2 separate regions of the Arachis hypogaea genome follow, and region 2 is linked to region 1. Evidence: chromatin contacts called from public Hi-C data. All regions are on one chromosome and are shown on one strand. Each heading gives the region's core, a stretch centred on a gene start, on an enhancer-like site or on the middle of the called end of the contact. The rest is flanking DNA. Distances are from core to core; before and after follow the strand shown.

The links. Hi-C and Micro-C count contacts between places; a contact is called where the count stands out from the background.
Region 2: a contact with region 1 is called in a Hi-C map of leaf, with 1.9 times the contacts expected there. The contact joins the promoter of LOC112784840 here to the promoter of LOC112785732 in region 1. A contact is called at or near these places in 4 of 8 Hi-C or Micro-C datasets (leaf and an unstated tissue).

What each region holds. Positions count from the first base shown.
Region 1 is chr20:32,030,432-32,037,604 of arahy.Tifrunner.gnm2.J5K5, forward strand. LOC112785732 reads left to right here and starts at 3,749. Exons shown (of 1, transcript XM_025829169.1): 1 at 3,749-5,698. The coding sequence starts at 3,749. The coding sequence ends at 5,698.
Region 2 is chr20:32,268,438-32,275,610 of arahy.Tifrunner.gnm2.J5K5, forward strand. It overlaps LOC112784840 (jasmonate-induced oxygenase 1), which reads left to right and starts at 3,905. Exons shown (of 3, transcript XM_025828171.3): 1 at 3,905-4,874; 2 at 5,606-5,936; 3 at 7,046-7,173. The coding sequence starts at 4,369.

The sequences.
Region 1 (7,173 bases), core at 2,499-4,998:
GTTTTCGTCATCTTCTCCAAGCGTCGCCAAAATCGAATTAATGTTCTGTGCTATTTGCAACGAAAATAGTGATCTTGAATCTGAGAAATTGACAATTTTTTGTGAAAGTTCTAAGAAATTAGGATTTTATTTTGAATCTATGCATGTTCTATTCTTCAATTGAGTTTGTTCTTTTTTGTGATTTTGAAGAGGATAGTGGCTGGGCTATGTTGATGTTTAAGAGGTGAGAGAGGAAAAGTGAGTGAGTGAGAGAGAGCGAGAGAGAAAGAGAGAGTAGGAAGGGAGATGATGCTACGGTAGTGGTGGTTTAGGTGCTGCAGATAGTGAGTGAGGGTGGGTGTGTGCGTGAGAGAAGAGAAGGGGGTAATTTGGGAATTTTATGTAATTATTTAGGGTTTGGGTAATTTTGCTTGCGAAATCAAATTTTTATGAGTACAAATGGTAATTTTATCTTCTATGGATAGATATGTCAGCGTTTTCAACTTTTATGGGTAGAAATAGTAGTTTACTCTAGGAACAATTCAAAACCTTGTTTTGAAACAACTTTTGAATAAAATACAAGATAAAACTTAAATATGAAGTAAAGATAAGGTTTTGAAGATGAACACCAAAAGTATACCGGTTCGGATAACATGCTTATATCCAACTTCAAAAATTTTTTAGAGTTTCACTATTTAACTGAGTACACAAAAAGATATTCTTTTCTCAAATCTTTTTAGGACTACAAGACTTAAATTGGGATTGCACACTAACTTAAGGATTTTAGATATTCTTTCTGTAAGTCTTTTTCGATTAAACCTTGACTTAGATTGAATCACCAACCAACTTAAAAATCTTAGCTATTCTTTCCTCAAAGCATTTATAATACTAAGATTGATTCATACTAGATTAAACACCAACATAAGAATTTTATATATTATTTTCGTAAGACTGTTCAAAAATAAAGATCATTACTATATAAGTTTGCAATAATGTTTGTAAAACCAAATTCAAAAATTGTCTTCCTACTTTTAAGATCTAGTTCAAAGATATTAGCTATTTTATATGAACTATATCAATTTTACAAGAATGTAATCTAGACTTAGATATGAACTAAAAATACCTTGATTATAGTTCTTCTTGGTCTTCAAATTCTTGTATTTCTTGTCATGATGAGAACACTAAAGATTTATTGAAAATTCTTCCTTCTTTCATTGTTACTTTGTTCCTTGATATGGGTATACAAGACACTTGCTTTTAAGTTAAAAATATTTGTTTCATATTTGGTAAGCTTCATACAGAGTATAAAAGAACAATTTTTCAAATGGTTTGATTTGTGGAACACAATATTTTTACATGAGATTTATATCTCCAAAGTTAGTATTTTGTCCTTTATAACATTTGAATTAGGAACGTAACTTTGATCCATTTCTAAGGTTTAGAAAATTTGTTTTTGAGATTAACAAAGTACTTCATACTTACTTATAGTCTATAAAGTCAATGTATATTCTTTATTTAAGGTTCAATTTCACCTAGTTTTCCTTACTTAAGAAAAATATTCCTCAGTACATGTAAACACTTGAACAAATATTAAATAAAAGTAATAAAACGTTTAAATTATATTTTTATTTGTTAATCATCAAAATTCAATCTAAGATATTGATAAACTCCAATTTTGTAGTTTATCTTGTGTAGAATTTGGGGGGTTTTATCAATATTTTCCGCATTTATTCATATAAATTACATGGTTTTGTGTTTCCTTCCTAATTTTGCTTCATGGTTTAAAACATGCTTCTTTAACCCTAAAAATGCTATATTTTAATCCTCTTCTATTACCATTCGATGCCGTGATGTGTTTGTTAAGTGGATTCAGGATCTATAGGGCAAGAATGGTCTAGAAGATGGAAAAGGAAGCATGCACAAGTGGAAGGGACATGAAGAATGAAGATTTGGAGAACTGGAGGCGACGCGCAAGCATAGATGACGTGCACGCGTGGATTGGCGCAGCAGTGACCAACGCGCACGCATGCTCGACGCGTATGCATGGCTCGCAGAACTCAGATGACGCGCACGCGTGACGCCCAGCACGTGACATCATTAATGAAATCGTGGCTGGCGATTTCTAAGAGGCTCCAAGCCCAAATCCAACTTGATTCTGCATGGAAAAGACCCAGGAATTGATGGAGGAAAGGGGGGGGGGATCCAATCATTCACACAAGACACATAATTTTAGCTAGTTTTTTTGTTCTTGTTTTCTAGAGAGAAAAATTCTTACTTCTCTCTAGATTTAGTTTGTTTTGATCTTCTCTTTGTTGAAATTCTGAATTGGGTCTTGTTAATTTTAGTTTCAATTACTCAATTTGAGTTCTCTAGTTATAGTTTTGTTTAGATCCTGTGTTGAAATTGTGTTCTCTTATTATTTCCCTTTTCTTCTCAATTTATGAACTTTGTGGATCTTGGATTTCTATTAGTGCATTAATGTTTTCTATGATTGATAGTGTTATTTGAGTTGTTTTCTATTGATAATTGTTAGTGGGTATTTATGATTTTCAATTAATTTACAATTTGAATATGTCTTTTGTTAATGCACACCATGTGTTTGATGAAATGTTTCCTTTGATTATAGAGTAATTTTCTATACTCTTGGCCTAGGCTAAGGGAATTGGGTGAACTTGAGTCATTGGGTTTAATTGATTTGGTGATTTGAGAACCCTAGTGGTCAAATTGATACCCATTGACACCAATCTATTACTAAGCCAATTAGTAGTTGGATTGGGACTTATGAGTTGAGATTGATCAAGCCATTTGACGTACTTCAAGCGTTGAAGTAGACATTGTACGTACTTCAAGCATAGAAGTAAACTTAATGAGCTTGGTTTCTCATAATTATCAATATATGGTTATTAGACAAGGATGGTGACCCCAATTCCCATGCCTAGCTAAGAGTCCCTTTTATTATTCATATTTGAAACCCAAAAATCCCAATTGCTTGATTCTCGTTATAGTTAGTTTAGTTGTTTACTTAGTCTTAGAATAGAAATAGCTATACATGTTCTCTTGCTAGATTGAAATTATTTATACCTTGCTTTGATTTAGTTTCTTGCACTTTAAGATTCATTGCATGTTAAGTTTAGTAGTTTAAATTCTTGTTTATGACTTCCAACCCCGAAATTCTAACTAATATTGATGCACATGTTTGCCCATTCTCTTGAGAACGACTCGAGACCAATACTCTCGATTAATTTATATTGGGGTTGACTTTGTGACAACCAAATCAAAATTTGATCGATAGGATTATATGTTGGTTTAGGACTATACTATGACAATGACATTAGTTTTCTATTGATGAAAATTCTAGACCGACCGTAATCTTTTGGCATCAAATTTTTGGCGCCGTTTTCGGGGAATGGTTGAAACGTGTGCTTTGATATTAGTTATGTGAATATGTGAATATTGCAGATAGTTTACTTGCTTTCAATAGTTTGTTTTTAGTTTAGATTTTCCTTTAATGCATGAGCTATGACTTCTGAGTTGAATGACTCGGTCTCAACCGAATTTTAGCTTAGCTGAGTTTGATCCTGAAATTTAAAGAACCTTGTTACATACTCGGCAAGCTAGGCGGCGGTTGGATTACACAGCTAGTGCTTCAGCCTCTCTTGAGGAACCTTCTGAAACACTAGACGGAACCGAGAGTGACTTAGAGTCCACAACTTCCTGTTCCTCTGTTGGCACTACTGATACATCTTTGCATACTACAGGTGAAAACCACATGGCGAAGCCACGTAGGATTACCTTGCACGAACAAGGAGCACCAGATCTCATTCTTCAACCGTTGCAAGCTAGGTATCCAAATCTTGATCCGAATTTTGAGTTGAAGAATAGTCTGATTAACTTGCTTCCTAAGTACCATGGACTACCGGGCCAAGACCCCATTAGGCACTTGAGAGACTTTCAAGTTGCTTGTTCTACAGCTCGAAGGCATGGTGCCGATGAGATTGCTATCATGGTTTTTGCTTTCCCCTTCTCTCTTGAGGGGTCGGCAAAAGAGTGGTTCTACTTCCAACCGGAAGAAGTGGTGACTGAATGGGACCTATTGAAAAGAGAGTTCTTAGACAAGTTCTTTCCCCCGGAGAAAACTGACTACATCCAGAAGGAAATTTCTAGTATAATGCAAATAGACCAAGAGACACTCTATGAATATTGGACTCAACTTAAGAGATTGTTAGAATCTTGTCCACATCATGGGTTAGACACTCACTTGCTCATTAGCTATTTTACTGGAGGTCTTTGTGCAGCGGATAAAAGATTGTTCTCTGTCTCTAGTGGTGGTTCCCTTTCTAAGAACAAGATGGCGGCGGAAGCATGGAGTTTGATCAATGATGTCGCCAAGGATACCCAACATGTGAGGGTAAGGAACAACCCTCCCAAGAGTATGGTGGAAGCACCTCCTTCCGAATCAGCTTTGACTAAAGTGCTTGGAGACATGACCACTCTCCTCACGGAGATTCGCAAAGAACAAAAGGCATTTCAATCAATCCAAGCCATCCAAGCCCCACCTCAAATCCTCCAACTTAAAGGACCTCCTAGAGTATGTGGTTTATGCTCTAGTACCGCACATTACACCGACCAATGCCATCAAGTCCAAGAGGGTTACACTCTCGCGGTAGCCAACGTGAACTACAACAACCTTCCACCCTATCAATCTCAAGGTCAAAGCAATTACTCCCACGGTAATAGTTTTAATCAAGGGTGGAGGGACAATGCCCAAGGAAGCAACCACAATCAAAGATGGAACCAAGGAAACTCATCTTCTCATTACTACAACAACAACCAACCTTCTTCTCAATATCACAACAATACCAACCAAAATCAACATAACCAACCATACCAACACTCACAACAAAATCACAACAATAACCATAGATACCAAACGCCTCACCAAAGACAACAAACCAATCAACCCTCTTCTTCTCCCGCAAATCAAGGTGATGACTCTCACCGTGTACTCTACCAAGAACAAGAGAGACTTAGGGCTATGATAGAGAAAAATGAAGAGAAAAATAGGACTCTCAATACACAAGTTAGCACTATGAGTGCTCAAATGTCCTCCATAGCCAAGATTCTCTCAAGGTTGACCCTACCTCCTACCACCAATACCAACACTAACCAAGCCTCTAGCTCATCTAACCTTCCTTCTCAACCTCTCCCAAACCCAAAGGGTAGCATCAATGCAATCACCTTGAGGAGTGGTACAATGCTTGAGGAAGTTGAACCCAAGCCCATCAAGTTGGCAGCGGATGTTCCTAATGTGGAAGTTGGTGAAACAATGGAGATAAATGAAGATGACAAGGAGAAAAAAGTTGCAAAGGAAGAAGAAGAGCAATTGAGGGCCAAGGAACCGAAGCGGCAGAATAACTTAGAGGAACAAGTCCTTACACCTTTCCCTACGTTAGCAAAGAAGGCCAAGAAGCATGAGGAGCTTGATCCCAACATAGTGCAAATCGTCAAGAATGTGGAGGTTACTATTCCACTCTTTGATGCTATACATCAAGTTCCGAAATATGCTAAATTCCTTAAGGATGTGTGCACTCATAAAGAGGAGATTGGTGGACTAGGGATGAATCTATTAGGCAATTCTATTTCTTCTGTGATGGATGATTTTCTTGAAAAGTATAGTGATCCCGGTCCTTGCTTGGTATCTTGTATGATTGGTGAGTGATGCATGAAATTGTGATTACACTTTTTACAACTTCGCATAACTAACCAGCAAGTGCACTGTGTCATCCAAGTAATACCTTACGTGAGTAAGGGTCGATCCCACGGAAATTGTCAGCTTGAAGCAAGCTATGGTTATCTTGTAAGTCTTAGTCAGGAGATTAATGATAAAAAATGATTTTATTTATGAAAAGTAAATAACATAAAATAAATGGTACTTGTGATTCAGTAATGAGGAATATGTTGAGGTTCTGGAGATGCTCTGTCATCTGAATCTCTGCTTTCCTACTGTCTTCTTCTCTAAACGCGCATGGCTTCCTTCAATGGCAAGCTTTATGATCCTCTTGGATGAAAAATATCAGGTACAGCTACCGTACAGCTAATCATCTGTCGGTTCTCACTAGCGTCGTAATAGGATCTCTCTATCCTTTTGCACACTGTCACTGCACCCAACATTCGTGAATTTGAAGCTCGTTACAGTCATCCCTTCTCAGATCCTACTCGGAATACCACAGACAAGGTTTAGACTTTCTGGATCCCAGGAATGCTGCCAATTGGTTCTAGCCTCTACCACGAAGGTTCTGATCTCACTGACTCGGCCCATGGATCAGAGACCCAAGAGATACGCACTCAAGCTGTCGTCCAATGACTACGTTGAGCTCAGATAGAACGGGAGTGGTTGTCAGGCACGCGTTCATAGAATTGAGAATAATGATGAGTGTCATGGATCATCAGATTCTCTATATTGAAGTACGAGTGAGTATCTTAGAATAGAATCAAGCGTGATTGAATAGAAAACAGTAGTGATTGCATTAATCCATTGAAACACAGCAGAGCTCCTCACCCCCACCTATGGGGTTTAGAGAATCATGCCATAGAAGATACAATATGAAATGTAAAAATGTCATAAGTTCCTTATGAATCTCTAAAAGTAGTTTTTATACTAAACTAGTAACTTAGGTTTACAGAAAATGAGTAACTAAGTGCAGATAGTGCAGAAATCCACTTCCGGGACCCTCTTGGTGAGTGTTTGGGCTGAGCTTTCAAGCTTTCACGTGCATATGCCACAAGTTGGAGTTAAACGCTACTGGGTGCCAAAATGGGCGTTTAACGCCAAGAAATGTGCCAGTTCTGGTGTTTTACGCCAGAAAGTTTTTGGCTGGATTTAAACACCAGTTTGGGCCATCCAATATCGAGCAAAGTATGAACTATTATATATTTCTGGAAAGCCCAAGATGTCTAATTTCCAACGCAATTAAGAGCGCACCAATTGGGTTTTTGTAGCTCCAGAAAATCCACTTCGAGTGCAGGAGGGTCAGAATCCAACAGCATCTGCAGTCCTTTTTCAGTCTCTGAATAAGATTTTTGCTCAGATCCCTAAATTATAGTCAGAAAATACCTGAAATTACAGAAAAACACACAAAATCATAGTAAAGTCTAGAAATTTAATTTTTGAATAAAAACTAATAAAAATATAAT
Region 2 (7,173 bases), core at 2,655-5,154, 240 kb after region 1:
AGTTTGGCATCTGCCATCTTCTTACTTTCCTGCAAAACAAAAATTTTGAAATTAAAGGCGTTGAAGTTAATGGCTCGATCACGGGATAGATAGGGTTAGGGTTCTTCGGAAGGGGATTTTGAATTTGAGAGAGAAAGAAAGAGGGAGGGGTGCTGTGTGTAACAGCGACGACGTCGGCGATTACAAGGCTTCTGACAGGGAGGAGTCGACGGGAGGGTAACAGCCACGACGACATCTATGAAGTGGCTGGAAGGTGACAATTGTGATGGCAACGAGGTGAGCGAGAAAAGCGAAATGGACGAGCTTGCGCAGGCAAAGGAAAAGGGACGACAGTGGAGAGGGGGAATGTGGCGGCTGGGTAGGAGGAGAGCAAGGCTGAAAGACGGCTGGGAGAGGAAGAAAGATGATTTCAGAAGGGAGAGGGTTATGCGTTTAGGTTAGATTTGGGAATTAGGACTGGGGATAATGGGCTTTCTCTTTTCTTTTTTTTTTTTGTTTCAGGCGTTAAACGACGCCGTTTCTGAAACAAATGACAAAACCGGACCTTTAAAAAATCTGGCCTGAGATAATCACATCTTATAAATTTTGTGCGCATATCTGAATGTTATTTTCTTTATTACTTTAATAATCTATTCTGTCTCATATATTAGTTATGAAATTACCACAGCTTTTATCACATTAGTGTCGCAACCAAACCACGATGATAGCCATACTAAAATACTCAATCACATAGATCAAATTTTGATGAAAAATTCAGAAATTACATGCAAAATGATCTCATGCATGCCTATTTTCAACTGGTCTAACTTGAATAAAAATTCTATTTTATTCGGTGACAGACTCAGATAAAACTGCAACGGTAATGCCCGGACTCAAAGCGACGACGACTAAGTAATGAGTCTCTGGAAGAGGAAGGGAAGAACTTAATAGACTCATAATGAGAGAGAAAGAGAGAGAGAGAGAGAGAGAGAGAGAGAGAGAGAAAGAGAGAGAGAGGAATTTACCTAGAGAAAAAGGACTCGGCAGAAGAAAGGTGGCGACGGGCTCAACAACGACGATAATGGGATAAGCAACAATGCTGACATGAGCTGTGAAGGAATATGGAGTTGTGAAGGAGTAGGCGGCGATGGGTTCAGCAACGACGATGACGGGAGCTATAAGGTTTTTTGTGAAGAAGCCGAGAAGAAGAAGACTCTGGGTGAGGATGACTAGGTTTATGTTGCATGGCTATAGAGTATGGACTGAAGCTGTGAATCACTGAATCTATGATGTGAGGCAAATCCTAATTCCTAAAAAGTGTTTATATGTATATATTCGGGGCAAGTATACCTTAAATCTGACCATGCCCTGTCCTGAGCAAAATCTGCCCCGACTCAGGTCAAGTTATTACCTTCTCCAACCGGGTATAGACGGGTCGGGTACCCGCGTATTCGGGTACTCCTGACAAGTATAACTACGTATTGATACTCCATTTATTAAGGGTTTATTGCCAGCCAATAGATTGCTACACACACAATGCGAGATTCTAACTCCTAATAGTTGTTTAAGCAGACAAGTAAGATGATCACTCAACAAATTCAAATTGATTAAGACAAATACTAATTATTTTAATATTAAAAATTCTGAGCATTTGATTTTAATTATAACTTTGTAAAATATTTATAATAATAATAATTACTATATATATTTTATTTTTTAATTAAATTTTTTATATAATTTTATGCAGGGACGGATCCAGAAATATTATCATGGGGCCAATAACATATATAATATTAAAAATTATGCAAAAAAATTATATCATGTAAGATGTATTATAAAAATATATCGATAGAGAATATATTTTAAAGTACAAAAAATATGTAGGTACTTTTTACTAACGAAGTGGTCGATTCTTTGTATCATAAAATTCATCGATAATAGAATCTGTTTCAAATTTTCAGTAGTTTTCTTTTCAATATAATTAAAAGACGATTAACAAGAAATTCTTCTTTCATTTTGTTTCTGAGTTATTCTTCACAATATTCATAGCTGAAAAAAATCTCTTAGTTGTAGCAGTTAAAACAGAAAGAATTAATACCAAATGAATCAAGAAGAACGATCACAAGAAGAAAAAGAATCCACTTTATAGTATTTGAAAAATTTTATTTAAGTAAAAAGTATTAGCTTTTAATATTATTACTTATTTTTTAGATATTAAAAATCATTAATATTTAGATTGGACTGGACTTTTATTTATACCAGACTAAATACTAAATAATTTTTTTAAAAATTAAATCATACTTAATAACTTATTACTATTAACTTTTTTTTAAAAAAAGCTAGGGTCAGAGGCCTCCACTCGCCCCTGGGTATGTCCGTTTCTGATTTTATGTATTATCCAGTACAGTGTACGAAAATATACACTAATTAAATTAACAAAATTTATGTTAGATTAAAGTTAAAATTAATCATGATAAGTCAATTAATTTTATTTCAGTTAATAATAAAAAAATATATCACAACTCACAAAGAATAATTTATCCTCTAATTTAGAGAGAATTAAATAGTATTTACAAAAAATATATCCATTCTTATACGGCAACTCAATAAAATGTTGCTACTTTAAGAAACCAAAAACTAAAGTCTTAAAGATCTCCTCCTAAGATTCACTTGGGCGAATTGAATACCTCCTTCATTGGAGTAAAGATAATTCTCATTAGCAAAACTCTGTTTTTGCAATTTCAGGTTCAATTTATACTTTAGGATTTAGACATCCTGATTATTACATAGGATTAGAATTAGATTTTATATTCATAATCTAAGTAATCAAATTTATGCTCATCAAGTATTTCATAAATTGAAGTTGATGATTTCTAGATACATATATTAAAATCTGGTGTTACTTTTAACTAATTTGGTAGCGAATTAGTTGCAAAGTAATACTAGAAAGACAAAAAAAAACAGTCAGAATTTGTCTTATTTAGCATTCATTAATTGTCATAATAATTAATAAATGCTAAATAAGACAAGTTATGGCTGTTTTTAGCTAATTTTCTTTGGTCACCAAACATTTCCGTTAGTTATTGCAACGCTAAATAATTTAGTTATGGGAAGTAAACACTATTGAAAGAAAGAAAGAAAGAAAAAGTCTAAATAAAAAAGCATATGCATTCGTTTTCGATCAACATCAAAGACATCACATCTTGAATGACCCTCCAAATGCAAATTGTCTCGTGCGTGTCTCCATCTCTTCAAATTGGCTTAGTGTTCACACCTTTTCTTTTAAAACCCCTCAAATCCCACGTTTTATTTTCATTCATCTATCTCATTTCCCATGCCACCATACACTTACATGTTTAATGGTCCTACTTCCCTTCTTTTATTTTCTATCATATCCTCACACACCCCCCCCCCCCCCCCCTCACCCTCACCCTCACCTCCCCTTTCTCTCTTTTTGACACAGCACACACTCGCCCATGTTGTTTGAATTATTATGATCTTATTGACATTTGGATGGTTGGATCAAATTGTTCAACGCTTATTTATCTAGAACATTATATTGTAGTTTTTATTTTTAGATACATTAATTTAAAATGTATAAAACTAAAGAAGAGTATAACAAAAGATTTTTCTTTCACTTCAATGAAATGTCTAACATCAAAGTCCATCAGACATTTGATTAATTCAACTAAATTTAATAGATGTTTAAAAAAAAAGGAAAAGAGTAAACCGAAATTTTTTTACTTATAATTTAAATTCAAGGTCTAGTTAAAAAGATTAAGTCATGTACCATTTTAATCGATCCTATCAATTCGAGTATAACAAAAATAATATTGGTTCAAGTGGTTGCATTATAAGAAAAAATCTAAAATTGGACAACGAAAAACTATAAAATACACCAAACTTCTTGTTTCATCAAAAAATTAAAAATCGAAAATATGGAATTCGTTGACTTAAATTTTTTGGGTTAAAGAATGAAGTTTGGTTTATTTTATAGTAACTTCTTGTTAATTTGAATTTTCTTCTCTTTAATTTTGGGTTTTCTTCTCGTAGTTTATTCGAATTTTCGTTTATTTAAGCTAATGAGCGAAATGATTATTGAACAAATCTATATTAATTATTTATTGACTTAATTTAATCTATACGATACTAAAACATTCACGTGCAAAATTCCATGGCCAATAAAAGTGTAGACTTTTTCCTATACAAATTACTCAAGCTCAATTAATTATTAGAGTATATATAGTACAAAATAGATAGCCCCAAAAAATACAAAAAATTCAACGATTTTGTTTGATAGTATTCACTATATATATTGATATACATATAGATATACTTTGCAACACTTGAAGCGTATCAACCTAGGAAAACATAGCAGCAGCATAAGCAATGTCCAACACTTCACCAGATTGGCCTGAACCAATAGTGAGAGTTCAATCCTTGTCGGAAAGATGCATAGACTCAATCCCAGACAGGTATATCAAGCCCCCGACCCATAGGCCGGTTTCTGCTTCTACTTTTACTTCCACTTCGGATGCAAATATCCCAGTCATAGACTTCGGAGACTTTCTGGGAACCGACCCGGACGCAAGGAGGTTGGTGCTCCAGAAAGTCGCCGAGGCCTGCAATGACTGGGGGTTCTTCCAAGTGGTGAACCACGGGGTTAGACCAGAGTTGATGGACAAGGCTCGGGAAACTTGGCGTGAATTCTTTCACCTTCCCATGGAATTGAAGCAAAAATATGCAAACTCTCCAAAGACTTACGAAGGTTATGGAAGTAGGCTTGGTGTTGAAAAGGGTGCTATTCTTGATTGGAGTGATTACTATTTCCTTCACTACCTTCCTTTGTCACTCAAAGATTATAACAAATGGCCTTCTTTGCCTCTCTCTTGCAGGTAATTAATTATTATTAATAATTTCTATTCTACTTCTACTCTTTAATTTCTCCTAATTAGAATAGTAAAATAATGGAGTCCTAGTAACTTGTTATTCGATAATACATATGGTAAAATAATATTAGTTAAAATCTGACAAAATTTATTATTTTTGTTTTTATTATTTAATATATTCTGTAATAAATAAATAGTAAATAAGAGAAATTTAGACTCTAGACTTTTTTTTTTCTTTCTAGTATTACTGCTTTTTATTAGACCTATTTTTTCTCCCTCTTCATTTTTTTTGTGTCTTCTCCTCCAAAATGAAATTATTATTACCAATTAACTACTAGTGATGATGTCCCTCCGGCGCCCACAATGCTAATAAATTAAAGTATATTTATTTAGAAAATAAATAAAAATTAATTGGCACATCAAACTTTTCCTGCCTTATTTAAACGGGTGGTTTGCGTGTATAATTAACTAAGCTAGTAGCACTCATCAGCATGTATTATATGTATAATTTGAATAATACATATATAATGATATGATAGATGACGATGATCCATGTTTTATGTAGTGACAAACCATATAATATTATAAAATATAGTCAGGTACAGTATATAATAAAGTTAGTACTATATGTTACTATTGTATACATAAGTGATGTAAAAATGATGTGAAAATAGCTAGAGAATTTAGAGTTGTGAAGTTAAAATTGCTTAGTTTTTATATTTTATAATTATATGCAGGGAAGTGTTTGATGAATATGGGAGAGAGGTGGTGAAGCTAGGAGGGAGGTTGTTGAAGGCTTTGTCTATAAACTTAGGTTTAGAAGAGGATTTTCTCCAGAATGCATTTGGGGGTGAAGATATTGGGGCATGTTTGAGGGTTAATTTTTACCCAAAGTGCCCTCGGCCGGAGCTGACGCTTGGTCTGTCGTCGCACTCGGACCCCGGAGGGATGACGATGTTGCTGCCGGACGACCAAGTTGCCGGCCTTCAGGTTCGGAGAGGCGATGAATGGATCACGGTGAAGCCTGCTCGCCATGCCTTCATTGTTAATATTGGAGATCAAATTCAGGTGAAAAATAATATTATATTATATTTTTAAAACATATTTAACGCGTGTTCTAAAATAAATTTAGAATCTGAGATTATTTTGAATAAATGTATAAAATTAAAACGAATCATTCTATCCTTATTTCGATTGATACGACATAGACGCGCAATATTATAACAGATGAGAAATATAAGAATGTTTGGCTAGAATTTATCATGGTACAATAATGTTTGGTCTTGTTTGTTTGTTTGTTTGTTTTTACTTTTTCATGTTTCAGTCTTCTTTAAGCTTGCTAAATGGATAAGTTTCATTCGCTCGTTATGTAAACTTTGTAACGTGTGTATTCCTAGTTGGAATTGCACCACTTCGCATTATATGATTGAACATGGGCTACTTTAGAGAAATTTTTCTTCTTTCCCACTCGACCATGAATTTTTTTTCCATCACATGCATCGAATACAAATTTTATTAAAAAAAAATACCGTAAATATTTTAAGGATATCTTTTTAACTTACTTTTCTAAAGTTATTAGATAAGGTTAGCATGACATTTTTGAATAACAAATTGGATCAGCCGTACTTTCTTAATTGCTGAATTTGTGACTGAAATTAAACTCCACTGTTAGTGTGATGAAGATCAATGATTATACTTTCATTATATCTAAGTAGATCAAATTTTTTTAACTATGTATATGTATGCAATTGTGGAATCAAGATTTGTATATGTTGTGAGTAGTCAATATTCACATGGAATGTAGAGAAAGTGTATAATACACACATAACCATATTTTAGAAAACAAAAATCAAGTATTTGAAGATACTGATGATGATATTTTAATAGTGACTTTACCTGTTGATCTCAACAATAAAATTTGTATATAATTAAGACCAACAACTAAAAATATTAAAACATCGGTATTTTTGAAATACTTAATTTTTTTATATTTTATTTAAATAGTTTTAAGTAGTGGAATCCACAACACATGTTATTCACTTTTATTTTTGCAATATTTTTTTACACACTTTTATTCCAGATGTGAGTAAGCACTTAAATCTATTTAATATTTACCAAAAAAGAACATAAGATTGACAAAAGAGTACTAACCTAGTTTATTTTTTTGTTGTGATTAGGTTATAAGCAATGCAAAATACAAGAGCGTGGAGCACAGAGTAATAGTAAATTCAGATAAAGAGAGAGTATCATTGGCATTTTTCTACAACCCAAAAAGTGACATACCCATTCAGCCAGCAAAGGAATT